Regions from separate parts of the Anser cygnoides genome. Here region 2 is linked to region 1. A link is a contact called in public Hi-C data. All regions are on one chromosome and are shown on one strand. The core of a region is the stretch at or near the end of the contact, and the rest is flanking DNA. Distances in the headings are between cores, read along the strand shown.

Region 1 (7,379 bases), core at 1,025-3,524:
TCCTTGTGACATTGGTAAAGGGGAGGGGGGAGCAAACCAAACAAACCTCGCAAACAATATGTCTTGAAAACAGGAACTAACACGATGTGCACGCAGCACCAGAAATAACCTCGCTGCCGTGTGCGGTGCAAACCCTGTCCTTCCCCTGACCCCTCCCTGCACGCCTCCTGCCATCTCTCCTCGCCGTCAGCCGCCGCCGCAGGCCCGGCGCAGGGGCCTCTCGGGCTCCCGGCACAGCTCCCGGTGCCCGTACCGGCGGCTCCGCGGCGCTGAGCGGCGGGCGGCTGAGCTGGGCCCTGCCACGACACCCAGCAGCTTCCCCGGGGGTTCTCAGGCAGCGCTGCAAAACCGCTTCGCTGCGCTGGGCTTTGTACCGAGCACATGAAAGGGCAGCCTGAAACTAGAGGGCTGGTATAAAAATACCACTTTTAATCAGGAAACTGGGTTAACTGGGAAATGTTGCAGGCGCTGGCAGACCTGTTCACCCTTGCACTCGGTGACCGGGTCCTGCTTTGTGTGAAGAGGGTGTTCGTGTTTATTAGCCTTTTTCCCTAGCTGCCCGCTGGCATGGACTTTGCTCCTCTGGGTTGGGATTTGCAGGCAGCGGGAGGCTTTCCACGTGTGTTTGAGAAGGTACAAAGCCTGCAGGAAAACAATGGAAATAGCTGGCTTATGACTGCTGCGTGTCACGCACTCGTTTCTTGCCTGGTGGTTTGTCCTTGGAGCCGCGCACGCCGCCTGGAACCTGATCTGGAGCGGTGGCGGTAATTGGGGCTGGCACGCACGCCGCGCTGCCGCCACGCCACGTGGGGAGCGGGCCAGCTCCCGCCGGGCTCCCTCGCCCACCCCGCGGGGCCAGGCATCGCCTCCCCGATGGGAGCTGGGAGCCTGCCGGCGGGGTGGTCCTGAGCCGCTCCTGGAGCACGGCCCCGGGGGGACTGGGGATTTGGGGGGGATTTTGGGGTTGCCTCAGAGCAGGGCGAGGCGGGAGCTGCCCGTCCTGCGCAACGTTTCTCCTCAGGGCCCCCTGACCTTGAGCAACTGGGGCTGGTGGCAGCAAAGCCCCTGGCAGGCTCCCCTCATCCCCCATGAGAGCCTCCTCAGAGCACCCCCCCGTCAGTTTCCTGACAGACCCCGCGTCGGTTTCCTCACAGCCCCCCGTGTCAGTCCCCTCGCAGCCCCGTGTTTGTCCCCTCAGTCCCATGCCTGTCCCCTCACATCCCCCATATCAGCCCCCCACAGCCCCCCACCAGTCCCCCCATAGCCCCCACGTCAGTTTCCTCACAGACCCCACGACAATCTCCTCACATCCCCTCATGTCAGGCCCCCCAGCCCCATATCAGCCCCCCAGCCCCATGCCAGCCCCCCCAGCCCCATGTCAGCCCCCAGCCCCACGCCTGTCCCCTCATCCCCCGGGGCCGGGCAGGGAGCGGCGGGGCGGTGCTGCCGCCCCGGGCCGTTGCGTGCCTGCCCCGTTTCACAACCGCCGGCTCGGCACGGCAGGGCCCGGCTCCGCACGGCAGGGCCCGGCTCGGCACGCCACGGGCGGCCATCGCGTGCGATCCGGCGGCCCCGCCGCCCCCCCCCGCCGCGGCGGCAGCACGCAGGGCCCAGCTGCCGGGGAGGCGCTGCCGGGCCCGCACCGCCCCTCCCGACCGCACGGCCCCGGCGGGGGCTGCCGCAGGCCGCCGCCTTTGTGCCGACCTTGGGCGGGCGGGACGAGGCCGCGGGAAGGGCTGCACGGCGCTCACCGGGGCGGCAGCCGGAGTATCCCCCGGGGCACACAGCGGGACACAGGGGGACACACATCGGTACATCCCGGGACACACACCGGGGCGCACCCTGGGACACACTGGGGCACACCGCGGCGCCCCCAGGGGCACAGGGGGGCACACACCGGGATATATCGGCACAGCCCGGGGCACACCCCGGGGCACCCCGAGGCACACACCGGGACACACCGGGGCGCACACCGGAGCACACACCGGGGCATACACTGGGGTACGCCGGGGCACACATCGGCACACACTGGGGCACACATCGGTACACCCCGAGGCACACACCGGGGCACACCCCGGCGCACCCCCGGGCCGTTTCCCCGCGGAGCCCCCCCCGTTGGGGCTGTGCCCTTCCCGCTGGGGCGCTGTGCAGCCCCGCATCACCCGCGGGCCATCACCGGGGGCACGGCGAGGCCGCAGCCCCGAGGCACCGGGGGGGCCGGGACCCGCTGCGGGGGGCGAGCACCGCCACCCCCCCCCCCCCCCCAAACCCCCGAGCGCGCTCCCGTTCCCGCCCGCGCGGGGGCGCGCCCCGTGGCCGCGCCGCGCCGTTGCCGCGGTGACGCCAGGACGCCGCCGGGGCCCGGCGAGAAAATGGCGGCGGCCACGGAGCGGCCCGGCCCCGGGCACGCCCTGCCCCCGGGGATCCGAGAGGTACGGGGCTGCGGGGGGGGGAACCGGGCCCGGGCCGCGGCACGCCGGGGGCACGGCGTTACACACGGAGCGCAGTCACCTGCCGGGGGGGCGCGCGCGGCGGGGACGGGAAGGCGTTCGTGCTGCCGCTCCGAGCGAGCCCGGACCCGGTACCGCGCGCCGCGTGTGGCTGCCGCAGCGATGCAGGGCGCGTAGCTGGGCTGAAGCGGTGTCGGGGTTGCGTGTGGAGCTCAGCCCCGCTTGTCTCCTCTTCAGGGCTGTGGGGGGTCAGCTCAGAGCTGCAGGTCTTTAAGGAAAATCATACAGCCGGGAATTTAGGAAAGAGCTGACGAGTCCGTTGCCCTAGGAAAGGGCAATAGAGTTGGGTCTACTTGCTCTAGAAGATGCCTCAGGGCACGCTGACGGTATTCACATGCTGTATGTAGTTGTCCTTTATCTCTAGCTGGAAATTAATCTTACCCTCACCGTTCTCCACTTGCTTTGGTTGAAAGTGACGAACCCAGAGGCAGGGGTAGAGCAGTGGAGCAGCTCAGCAGGGGAGCTGTGGAATTCCTCTGGTGGTAGCGGGGGGACGGCTGAAGCAAGGTTTTGCTTTGGAGCAGAGGACCGGGCAGGCAAGCCCCTGAGCTCTCAGCTCTGCGGCGTGCCGCCAACAGAAAGGTCTCCATGCAGAGGGTACGCCAGCCAGCACCCCTAGGTGTGAGCAAGAGTAGTCTCATGTTCCCGTCCCATCCTACCCAGTCGCCTCAACGTGAGCTCTAAGGCAACGACAGGCCAAGATTTTGGGATCGGTTAGGGGTCATGGTTTTACACATCCTTTGCTGCTGCTCACTTCTTCGCTCAGCTGGCTTGCGTTGTAGTTGCAGGATAGTTACAAGATACTGGGCTTGGTTACAAGTCATTCTCACAATTTCCTGTCCTTGTATTTTCTACCTTTTATGTAGACATGTTCTTATTCCCTTCGCGTTCTCTGCTTCTTGGATTTTATAGCATCTCTTTTGTAATCTCGCTTTTAGGTTGCTCCTAACATAAGCGGAACTTGTGCCAGCTGTAGGTTGTTCTGCCAAACGGAGCACATGCTCCCAACATGCAGCTAGCTGGCCGAAGGAACATGTGTATCCAGAGGGAATGTGTTAAGCGTTGTGATTTCAGCACCTAGCAGTGAGCATTCTTGGTCCCGCAGCTGCTTCGAGCTGCCTTGCTCGGCTGCGTGCTCAGGAGGTTGGGCTGCAGGGCTCAGAGTGGGGCAAGGCGAAGGATGCAGCCCAGAGCTGTCATCGTTCTGCTCTTCTGTGCTCTGGCGGACGGAGCTTCAAAAGCTGCTTGTCAGTACTTGACATCGCTGCCTCCAGAGCTGCACTCCTCTAGAGGATGTCACTGAGAGGGGAAGGGGAGGGAGCGTCAGCCTGGAGCAGCCTGTCCTGCAGGTAGTTCAGCTGCCAAAGCCTGCTGGGGGGGGGAAACCTGTCGCTGTAAAGCCGTGGCCGAGTTCTGTGTTTGTTTCAATTTCTGTTGCCCTTCCAATGTACCCGGATGGGAAGGTACGGTCTTGCCAGGAAGATCCTAGCGAAGCGGGAAGCAAAGCAGCAGCCACCTACAGAAGAGAGTCAAGTGACACCCTGAGTCCTCCAAGTAGCAAACAAGGTTATGCCTAATTGTATATTTTATTTGGCAGACAAATGACCCTTGCTTAACACAGATCACATAATTAATTGGGCACAAGATATCCTTACGTATTAGTAGTTCTCTCGCCCTAGGAGCTTAAGAAAGCGAGCAGTGCAGGAACTTCGGAGCTGTGTTGCACATCAGGGCAGAATGTTCCCTGGTGTTTGACTGTCCACAAAACATCACGTACATTGCTAGCAGCAAGTGGTTACTCGTTAGATTTGCCACATGGACTTGTAGATTGAGCACATAATGGTATCTTTACAAGCACATTCTGGTAACTTTCTGTGCTGTCTTTGGACCTGGGATTATTTTTCTCTACGTAGATTCTTACATAGTTCTGTTTGCTTTAATTAGCTAAAGAATCTGTCGTGCCAACAGTGACTGGCTTGGTAGATGCGAACAGTACCCAAGGTCATTATGTACATACTATTTGCAGTGTTAATATTAATTTATAAGTAGCAGTATTCCTGTTGGTGCCTCTGGATGCGCATGGTAGCACTGACACAGAGGGGCAGGAGGTCCCATGGGCACGTACTTTATGAATGCTTCTTGAGATGGCGTTCACAAGTTGCCCCTGTGTTGACAGAGATTTTTCTTTCTGCAACCAGTCCTTTCTGCAACCAGTGCCCAAGTACCTTGCTGGGAATTTGAGGGTTGGCAGAATCTCTTGCATCTCAAGCGTTGGGGTTGTAGCTAGGAGGGACTTCCCAATGGTTGCAACTGCCGGTGGGTGTCAAGTCAGTATTGTCAGACGAACAAAAGGTTAATGATGGGCTAGATCATCAGTTCTCTGCACAGGCGTCACGTTTAGTTGCGATACACCGTGGTTCAGTTATAGGAATTCTCTGCTGTGTGTTGCACCGGAGAGCTGGAGCATGCCACAACACAGCCCCAAGGAGCTCGGGAGCAGCAGTGAGGTCTGCGTGGCACGCCGGACACGTGTTGGATGTTAGCAGGGCTCGCGTGTGCAGTCAGTAGCAGTGCAGCGTGCTCTTTTATGATTCATTAGTCTGCTTTAAACACAAGCAGGAAAAAATTAAAGCTACCTGAAATCCGAGTATTATTTCCTGTCGTGCAAACTGATTATTTTGGGGCATGTTTTGAATGGGATGCTTGAGAGCAGGACATTCTGGTTTTGCTGCAAGGCTTTTCCTACATTATTCATATGTATTCAAAGCAAGTATTGTTATTTTTATTTTGCAACTGCTTTTTTTATGGAAGTTGAACAAATAATTATGTATGCAGCATGGCTTAGCATTGCAGCCTGCATTGCTCTCTGACTAGATGCTGACTGAAAACTCTGCTCACAATAAACTTTTTTTTTTTTAGGAAGTGAAAATTCTACTGGGACTCAAAATATTTCAGTGAAAAAATAAATAGTTTCAATCAACTAACTCTTCGGTTTCGCATATGCAGTGGAAGACACCTCTTTCTTCCTAGAATATCATTTGCGTGGCTGGAAGTAACCATTTCTCTGTGTAACAGGGATTAGGTAGTGTGCTAGAAGAGGGAAAACAGTATGAAAGAAAGGGAAGTAGTATGGTGTAGAGGGGGAGTAAAATGAGAAGAAAATACATTCAGATAATCAGGTAGAGGCAGAATGAAACAATCAATACACAGAAATAATATAAGAGCACCCAGCTGTAGCATAAAGCAATTTTATTTTCTGGAATATTGTGTGTAGTTCTGCTACGATGTTAGGTTGGACAAATGCAGTGGTGGTTTTTGTTGTTGTTTTGGCTTGTTTTTTTTTGTGCAGTCCTTGCTAAAGCAGACTCAGCGTGATGGAGCAAGCGGAGGGGGAGCACGAGCTGTCACTGCTGTGCTATGCCCCCGAGGGGCACGGGGTGATGCAGGGAGGATGGTGAGTGCCTCAGTTCCTAACGCTCTGCCTCCCCTGCGCTGTAAAAGTAGCGTACATGGAGTACATCTGTGTTCATGGCTCTGTTTTTGTTTCTGTGGTGCACAGAAACACATTCAAAACTTTTTAAAAGAACCTCATTAATTGTGGACTAAAGGTCTGGCTTTTAAGAGTCATGGCCATCTATTAGTTTCTTGTTACCGTCTGTTTCCAGCATCGGTGACCCGTGTTCTGGATGTCTTAACAACAAGGCACTGCTAAGTGCATAAGTAGGCTACTTGTCTTTTAACAAGAACTTAGCTCTTTATTATTGTAAGGTTTGCCAGTGGAATTTGAAATACCAGTGGAGGAGAATGCAGTGCCCAAGTCAGCGTTCCCTGTCATTATTTGGTCAAGTAGAAATTATGTAAATTCCTGTCACGTCATATTTCAGAAGCTTGGAGAGAAGCTTGTTATTCAGAAAGCTAAAAATGGGACAGACCACCAGTCTTTTTTTTTTTTTTTTCTTTTTTTCCATATAACGTATGTTGCGCATATGCTTACAGTACTGAGTCAGACGGACCGAGCCATCCTGGCTCAGACCTCCACTTGCCCTTGGTAGCTAAAGGTAACCGTGGAATAATATTAGTTCTTCCAAAACTGAACGCAGCTCGGAGCTGAAACTGCTCCCACAGCTGCTGGAACACGGTAGCTAGAAATACTGCCTTGCGAGGTGGTTTGTTCTGGACCTGGCTCTGTCCTTCCTATCAAAACTGCAGCGCAAAACCGTATGGATCAAATGTATTCCTGGCTTATACACTTTGTCCTTTGTGAGTTGCTTTGCTTTTCTTTTTGTCATGCTAACTCAACTAGCAGGGTTTTTTAGTATCCCTCTGGTATCTTTTCATTTCTTGTTTGCCCTGAGTTTCTCTGTCCGGGATGACCAAAACCACACTATTAAATTACCTCCCTTTTTAAAAAAATTCCTATTTTTTTTTTTCACTGCTTATCCTCACAGTCACTTTTCTAGTTACAGTTCTTCATTTTCTGGTCCTTCCAAATTGCTTTTCTTCCCTTATTTTTTTCCTGTTTGCATTTGGGATGATGACAACAGTCTTCTGGTGAAATGTAAATAGGGAAAAATAGAATCTGAAAGTACAGACCGTCATGTCCGTAAAGCACACGCTTGGCAGTTACTCGGTACTCCTCTTCCAGAAAAGGTAGCTTTGTAAGCAGAGAACTAATGAAAACTTGTTCCCTATCTATTTGTATGCAACGATTGATCAACTTTGGTGCCTCAGATGCAGGGAAAGGTGTCTCGTGGAATCCTTTCTCCGGCACAGACCCTTCACAAGGCCTCTCCCGTATGGATTACCTGATAAGGACTGAGCTCACGCTCCAGAGTTTTCTTCAGTAGGGGACTCAGGAAGTCTTTCTTG
Region 2 (7,545 bases), core at 1,210-3,709, 130 kb before region 1:
CAGGACAGGCGAGGACACGGGAGCTGTGGCACGCCGTCACAGGGACGAGGGAAAACAAATTTCTTGAAGGAAGGCAGTTTTGTTACCCAAAAAACATATCCTGCAACTGTAGTGTCAGAGTTATTTGCTTTTCTTACTCCACCCAGGTTAAGGCCCCACACAGGTTAAGCAGGCTGTGCAGGTACTTTTTGGTTTTAGCTTTTTTTTAAGGCAGTATTCCTGTAATAGCAAGAAATCCCTTTATAAAAGCAGTACTGAAAAAAAACCACAGCCACCAAAAACCCGGCGAGTGGAGCTAAGCAGACAAACGAAGCCTCTTTAAGCACACGAGTGATTTCCAAGTTGCATCAGCAGCAGAAGACGTCAGCTCGCTGCTGCAGCAGGAGGGGAGAGACACAGCAGCACTGCTGAGCAGCACAACAGGGGAAAGCAAAAGCAAGCAATACGTCAGCGGGGTTACTGTGAGGAGTGCCCCGTGCTTGTCGACACGTGGACAAGACATAAATAAGGTCACCAGCAGCAAGGAGATGGGAAGGTTAGTTAGCAGTTGTAGCGGCTGCACGACGCACAGCAGTCTCAGATGCCGATGTCCTCATGGATCAGTACGATCAGTTTGCTACCTACAGGGCAGGAAGCAAAAGCGAGTCTTTTCCCACCATCTCACATCAGTTTTGGCACGCCTCTTCTCTTACCTGGTACGCCCAGAGCGATCAGAGAGGAAGAAACTAAACCCGTGAGAACCTACTCTCAGCACTGGCCTGGTCACTCCAAAACTGCCGCCAGAAACAGTGCTGGCTTGTCAGATCCTCCCCGAGCTGCACTGCCTAACCTCAGCCTCCCAACACACACACGGACGTCTTACAGATCTTCTGGCAACGCACCTACCACCACCAACACCCAGACTTTCTGAGGAAAAAATTAGAAAACACTCCTAGGCCTGCAGCTAGAAAAGGATGGATCACCAGATTCCATTTAATTCACTGAAGAAAAAGATAACCCTTAATTTACTTAATTAAGACCTTCCTTTGGAGGTTGGCAACGTGGCCAAGCCTGAACGCTCGTCATTTCTGTTTCTGTGAGCAATACCATTTGGGAAGTTTTTTTTTTTAAAGCTTATTTCCTCTTCTCTTTCTCCCAGAAGAAGATATTCTCAAGCAGCCTCCTTAAAGGCAGGCGAAGCATTTGCATTTTTTAGAACAGCAACCTATTCTGCAGTCATTAAACTAGGAAGCGTTTAAAAAACAATCAAGTCTCTCCAAAGCGCTTAGGTCAGCCAAGTGAATGACCAGGCAGATTTCCCTCACGCTTCAGGCCAGAGGAGCCCGGCGCACTTGCAGCAGACCCCACCAGCCTCCTCGCGGTTCGGGAGGCCAGAGCTGCAGGCGGAGGCAGCGAGCACCCCCAGCCCCGCACCACCGCACGTGGGCCGGGGCACCCGGGCGCTACCTGAGAGGGTGACGATGCCCCGGGGCTGGGGCTGGAAGCGCAGGTACTTGTTGCAGAAGGAGGGCGACTCGAGGGCGAGGAAGAGGACGTTGCCCAGGAAGTAGCCGGCCGTCTGGCCCACCGAGTTGCAGGTGGAGGCGTAGCCCACGTTCTCCCGGGACAGCATGGTGAGCGCCCAGCCGTCCACCGCGATGTCCTGCGTGGCCGCCAGGAACTCGAAGAGGAAGAAGGTGGCCGTGAGGGCCACCACGTCGGGGCCGCGGCCCTGCCCGTCGCCCAGCAGCGCGTCCACCCGGCGGGACAGGCCGATCATGAAGAGCCCCAGCACGTACTGGGTCGGCACCAGCCACGACTTGCGGCGCCCGAAGCGCCGCACGTACACGGCGTCCACCAGCGGCGCCCACAGCAGCTTGAGGCTGAAGGGCCAGAAGACGAGGCTGAAGAAGGCCTGCTCGGTGTAGCTGGCGCTGCGGCTCTGCAGGATGAGCGGCACGCTGCCCGCCAGCCCCAGCGGCACGCCCTGCAGCACGTACAGCGCCAGCAGCAGCAGCACGCTGCCCAGCTCCGCGCGGCACCCCCGCGGCGCCGGCACCGCCGCCGGCAGGCCCAGCTCGGGGGACGGGGGCGGCAGCAGCGCCTCGGCCTCGCCGCCCGCCGGGCCGGCCCCGAGGAGCGCCGGCGCCTCCAGGCAGTGCGGGTGGCTGCCGGGGCGGCGCTGCCGGCCGCCCTGCTTGGCCGACATGGCCCGGCCCAGCCCGGCGCGAGCGGAGCGCGGAGCCCCGAGCTGCTGCCGCCGCCGCCGCCTCACCCTCACTGAGGAGACGCCGCGCGCCGGCCCCGCCCCGCCCCTTCCGGCCTCGTGGCTGCGCCTCATTGGCCCGCGGCGGAGCGGCGGCAGCGGCGGCCACGCCCCCTGAGCTTCACCCCGCCCCCTGAGCCCCGCCCCCGAGCCCCGCCCCGCCCCCTCCGTTACGCCCCGCCGCGCGGCCCCGCCCCTTCCGGTCCCGCCCCGCTGTGGCCCCTCCCCTTCCGGCGGGGCGGGCCGGCCCGGCGCGGCGGTGGCGGTGGGCGCTGCTCGGCGCTGCTCGGCGGCGGCTGCTCCGCGCGGTCCCCCCGGCCCGGCCTCCTTCCCCCCCCCCGGCCCCATGGCGCTGTGCAACGGAGACGCCAAGGTCAGTACTGGGCCGGCCGCGGGCCCGCTCGGTGCCGTGGCCGCCGTCCTGCCGCGGGCACATGGTGCGGCCTGCTGGACGCCCGCCGCTTTGTGCGGCCCGCCCGTGGCGCTGCGGGGCCGGGGCCGGGGCCTCCCGCCGGGCCCGGCCGCGGCAACGAAAGGAGCCCGGCAGCGCCCCGCGGCCCCGGCAGGAGGAGGCCGGGCAGCGACTGGGGCCTCCCGCCGGCATCCGGGGCGCGGAGGGAGGAGCCGAGGCCCCGCTGCGCCTACGGGGGAAACCCGGCTGCGTCCTGCCGGGCGACCGGGGCGCTACCGTGGAACCGGCCCCGGTATCGGGGGTGCCGGGCTCTGGCGTGTCCTGACCCGGGGGTCCGGTGCCGAGGAGCTCCCCCTGCCCGGCAGCGGGCTGCTGCGGGCCGGCAGGGCGCGGGGCTCGGCTCCTGCCCCTCAGGGAGCTCCAGCCCCTCCTCGGGCCTCAGCTCCTGCCCTCCTTGGGGTGCGGGGCTCAGCTCCAGCCCTCCTCGGGCCTCAGCACCTGCCCCTCCTCGGGGCGCAGGGCTCAGCTCCAGCCCCTCAGGGAGCTCCAGCCCCCCCGCAGGGCTCAGCCCCCCCGCAGGCGCCCCGAGGGGTAAGGCACGCGGTGGCTTCCGTTATCTCGTAGTGCTTGAGACCAGCAGCCCCTCGTCCTTCTCCCGGTTTCGGAGCGGCCGAGCTGAGAGGCCAGCCGAGGGCAGAGCCGTGCCGTGGCAGCGGGGCTGGAGGCAGTGGCAGGGGTCAGCGCGCTGTGCCGGGGGCCTTGGGTCCGTGCTGCCCGGGGAGCACCGGGGCTGGGGGCATGTCGGGTTGTTGTAGGCGGCGTTGGGTGCATCAGGCATGGAGGGCAGTAGGAGTCTCTCACGTATGAGATGGTTTCGGGTTTGGCCTTGTGATTTAAATGAGCCGAGTATAGATTTTCCCCGCATTTTTCTCTCGGGATGTTTAAGGCCTGTCCCACTCTCCCAGGGCAGCAGGTGGGTGCAGCTCTGTGCCGTGCCCAAGTGCCTGAACCACCTTGCGGGCTGTCAAACCAGGCGTGGTATAAGTTCCCAAAGCCAGCCATTTATACGGCATTTTTTTGGAAACAGAGCAGGAGAAGACAAGGGACTCCAGCTAAAACCCTACTGAGGGGAAAAAAGAGCTTTTATCAGAGCCTGGAGCCTCCGCACCAGGCAGAGGGGCTGCAGCCCGGGCTCCCCACACCCCGTTCCTGGGGGCGTGGGGCTGCCTGGGGCCCTCCTCGTCCCTCTGGCACGCACAGGGTACACAGGCGCAAAGGCTCAACTGCCGCGTCGGCTGCGCGTTCACGGCATCTGCTTCTGTTTTTTTTTGATGTCGTTAAACGGAGTTTCCCTCGTTAAATTTGGATTCAAAGCCTCGGAGCCGCGCCTTTAAAGAAATAAAGCCGGATCCTGCCTCGCTCCTTCCTGCCTTCCCGTGATTTATGGCGGCGTTCCTGCCGGGCTCCCTGCGGCCCGGCGCGTCGTGCCGGGGTTCGCTGCCCGCCGAGGGCCGCCTGCGGGTGATGCTGACGGGCGCTGGGTGCGAGCCCCTTTAGTGCCCGGGTTAAGCGGCGGGGATGTGCGCTGGGACGTGCCGCGAGGAGAGCGGGCGGCGTCCTGGGAGTGCCGGGGGGTGGCCGTGGCTCCAGGCCCGCATCTACGGGCCCGGTGAAGGAGCAGTGACCGGGCCGCCCATCGCGTGGTTCTGGTTTTTTTTTGTCGCGTGGCTCGTCTCGCCCCGTCCCTGCGAGGAGATCCGCGCTGCTCCGTTAATGCAGGGCTTGCGCTGGGGTTTAGCCCGAACGCCTTCAGCACCACCTGAGGAATAAAACCGGCTGTACGACGCTGGCTTCAGAGATCCTTGGGAGGGTGTTAAGGGGCTCCCAGCCAAACTCTGGCAACGAGCTATTACCCGAAGCCTCAGAGAGCCGTCTTTGAGAGCCATGGGCTGATGGAGAAGCGCTCCCGTGGCTGCAGCCCTGTGTGAAGGGGCTTCTCCCCGAGGGCTGCGCGCGAGGGGTGCAAACCCTCGCCCATCAGTGCGGCTGAGCTGGTGCAACAAGAGCTTGGTTTTATTCCTAACCTCGTATTTCTTACCGTAGAACGTAAAGCTACCCCTGCGGAGGCGGCCCCCTTCTCCTTACAGCCCTGCTGTGCTCTGAGGGCGATCCCTGAGGGCAAACGCGCAGAACAACCCTAAGGTGCCATAATAAAAGCCTGAAATGGTTGCGAGCTTCAAAATGTGTTCTGAGGTGGTGTTTGCCAAAGCAAAACCCTTCCCAGTTTTTCCTTCGTCGAGTTACATTGGCAAGGGATCAGCGTAAGTTTGAAGTTCAGGAAAAAACACCCCGAGGCGAGAGGTTTCGTGAGCAGCAGAGTTTTTTCTGCACGAATTTCCTGGTGTCTGACAGCACCGTTGGGTTCACGTCCTTCCCCGAAGATCCATCTCTCAGCGAGAGCATTTCTGTGGAGCGCTGCCTCTCCTCACGAGGTCTCTTTGAAGACCGAGAAGCCCGTCCTTGTGTTTTCTCGCCCTTTGCCGGGTGCAGCTGAGGCCGGGCAGCCAGCTCGAATGCGGCGGGGTCGAAGAGAGCCGTCGCTTTGTCCCGCTGTGAACTGCAGCGCAGCCTGCTCGAAGGCTGCGTCCAAAACTCGCTTTAAAAAAATCTTTGTATCAAATATTTCAGCAGAGGCAGTTGTTCTCGGTTTGTCCTCTCCGTGCTCTCCAGGAGGTTGTGTCAGGTGAGAGCTGGGAGCGCGAGGCAGCGCAACGGGGGAAACACGTTGTTGTTCTTCTGGCTTCGCGCTGGCCCGCTCGGAGCAAGAGCCCGCGGGGCGCCGGGCTTTGTTCAGAGCTGCGAGACGGAGGAAGCCGGAGTGGCTGCGGTGGTGAGCGGGGCGTATTGCTGCTTTATGGAAAGCTCTGCCTTAACGAGGGGGAAAAGCTAATGAGCTAATCCGCACCGCGTTTGGTCTCGGGGATGGGAATGTCGTGTTTGTGCGAGTGCCTCCCGGGAGGGACGTGCTGCGTGCGTGTACCGGCCTTCCTAAACCCGAGGATTCTTCATTTCCAATTTCCTCCGTTAGTCCATATCACCTTAATTAACACGTAGGCACCCTTAGCGAGCTTTGCAGTCGCCGGTCGGTTTGGGAGGCCTGCCGTGAAGCCCGCGGCGTGCCGCGCGTCGCCGCGAGGCGCTGACCGAGCCCTCTTCGCAGCCGGAGAACGCGGGAGGAGAGCTGAAGGACGGGCAGCACCACTACGAGGGAGCCGTCGTCATCCTGGATGCGGGCGCGCAGTACGGGAAAGTCATAGACCGGCGGGTGCGCGAGCTCTTCGTGCAGTCCGAGATCTTCCCCCTGGAGACGCCAGCCTTCGCCATCCGCGAGCAGGGCTTTCGGTAGGTGCCGCCGCTCGCGTCCGCTCCGGGGGACGGGGCCGCGGGGGTGGCGGGCCGATCGCCTGGCTGCCGCCTGCCTTTCGGCGCGGTGCCGCTCGCGGCTGCATCTCCGGCTTGTCTGCAGAAACAGCTGGGTGAAACCCGGGCAGCGGTGTTCCTTTCGTGTGCTCGCTTCGTGCTGCCGTGCTGTAAAATGTCATTTTAATCGTCTTCGTTTACAAATGCGATGTAAGAGGCTGCATTTTTAATATATATATATATCTGCAGAAATTGCGATGATCTTGCTGTTTTATCTGTTAACCAGGGCAGCTATTACAGGCACAAAAACAAGTTTTATGAGTTTCTAAAAATGATTTCCTTAGCCTGACGATGAGAAGCTGCCTGTTGAAATAACTGTAACTTGGATATTGGAGAAATTGTGAGAAACGATGCCAAACCATTTCTGGGAAGCAACTGAAAAAACTTAGCTGGAAGTGCCACGCGTTGTGTGCAGCAAGGAAAGGTCTCGCAGTTATGCAGTGCTTTGTACAGTTCTCTTTGGTTTTTTATTTGAAATTTTAAATATTTTTTATATTTTTTATTTTTTATTTACCCTGCTTGCCAGGGTATGCCTCTTTCTTTTTGTGGGGGGAAAATAAATGTATGTTATTGTCAGGTGTTTAATATAATTTAAATAAATACCCTGAAGTCTGCAAATCATCGCAGACCTTACTTGCTAGGTAAGAATCGAGAAGCACGTTGTATGCGTGTTCCTCACTTGTGCCACACAACAGATGCGGCAGCGCTGTGTTGCGGAATCACATTTTCCTAATCAAGGATAATTAGTGAGCCGGTAAACAGTGCAAGTCAGATGGGAACTTGACTGATCTCTGCAAACAGAGGGGAAGACCCAGGACCTGCTGCAGCTATCAGGCAGCCACCCTGCGAAAAGTTTCTTTTAGAAATGTTCTAACAAATACGTCCTCGTGTCAGATCTTGTTTGTAATTTTCCAGCAGTCGAGTCTTTGAGAGGTGGACGTGCCCGGTTACTGCTTTCAGGAGAATTACTGCACCTCCTCTTTGCCGGTTTTGAGGTGTGAATCGTGGCGCTAATGGTGCAGGGCTTTGGGCTTGTGCTGTGCTTCAGCGGGTTCGCAGTGGGAGAGGTTTTCCTCCCGTTCTGTTCAGAACCGAAGACTCCAGCACGATGTGATCAGACCTGTTGGGTTTGTCGTGCCAAACAATTGCCGTTTAAAATACGGCGAGTGCTCTCCGCTCAGCAGGTCACGTCTCGAGCTTGAGGCAGTGATTTCAGCTTATCAGTCACACAGAGCGGTCAGTAAACTTTGGGTCCCCGCTCTTGGTCAATCATTTGCATGCAGGAGAGCGTGGCGAGCACCGGAGCTGGCGCTTGGGTGCCTTCGTGCAGTGACCGTTGTAAAAACGCGCTCACGGTTTTCCTGCAGCATTTCGATACAGGCTCCAGGTGCCGTGGGGGTGGTCTGGT

What was found. Hi-C and Micro-C count contacts between places; a contact is called where the count stands out from the background.
Region 2: a contact with region 1 is called in a Hi-C map of liver, with 1.6 times the contacts expected there. The contact joins the promoter of GMPS here to the promoter of LEKR1 in region 1. A contact is called at or near these places in 2 of 7 Hi-C or Micro-C datasets (both in liver).

Annotation. Positions count from the first base shown.
Region 1 is chr9:25,653,627-25,661,005 of Taihu_goose_T2T_genome, reverse strand. LEKR1 (leucine, glutamate and lysine rich 1) reads left to right here and starts at 2,274. Exons shown (of 11, transcript XM_067002611.1): 1 at 2,274-2,432. The coding sequence starts at 2,373.
Region 2 is chr9:25,787,474-25,795,018 of Taihu_goose_T2T_genome, reverse strand. GMPS (guanine monophosphate synthase) reads left to right here and starts at 2,459. Exons shown (of 16, transcript XM_067002607.1): 1 at 2,459-2,618; 2 at 5,878-6,059. The coding sequence starts at 2,592. It overlaps SLC33A1 (solute carrier family 33 member 1), which reads right to left and starts at 2,337. Exons shown (of 6, transcript XM_013193002.3): 1 at 1,447-2,337. The coding sequence starts at 2,320.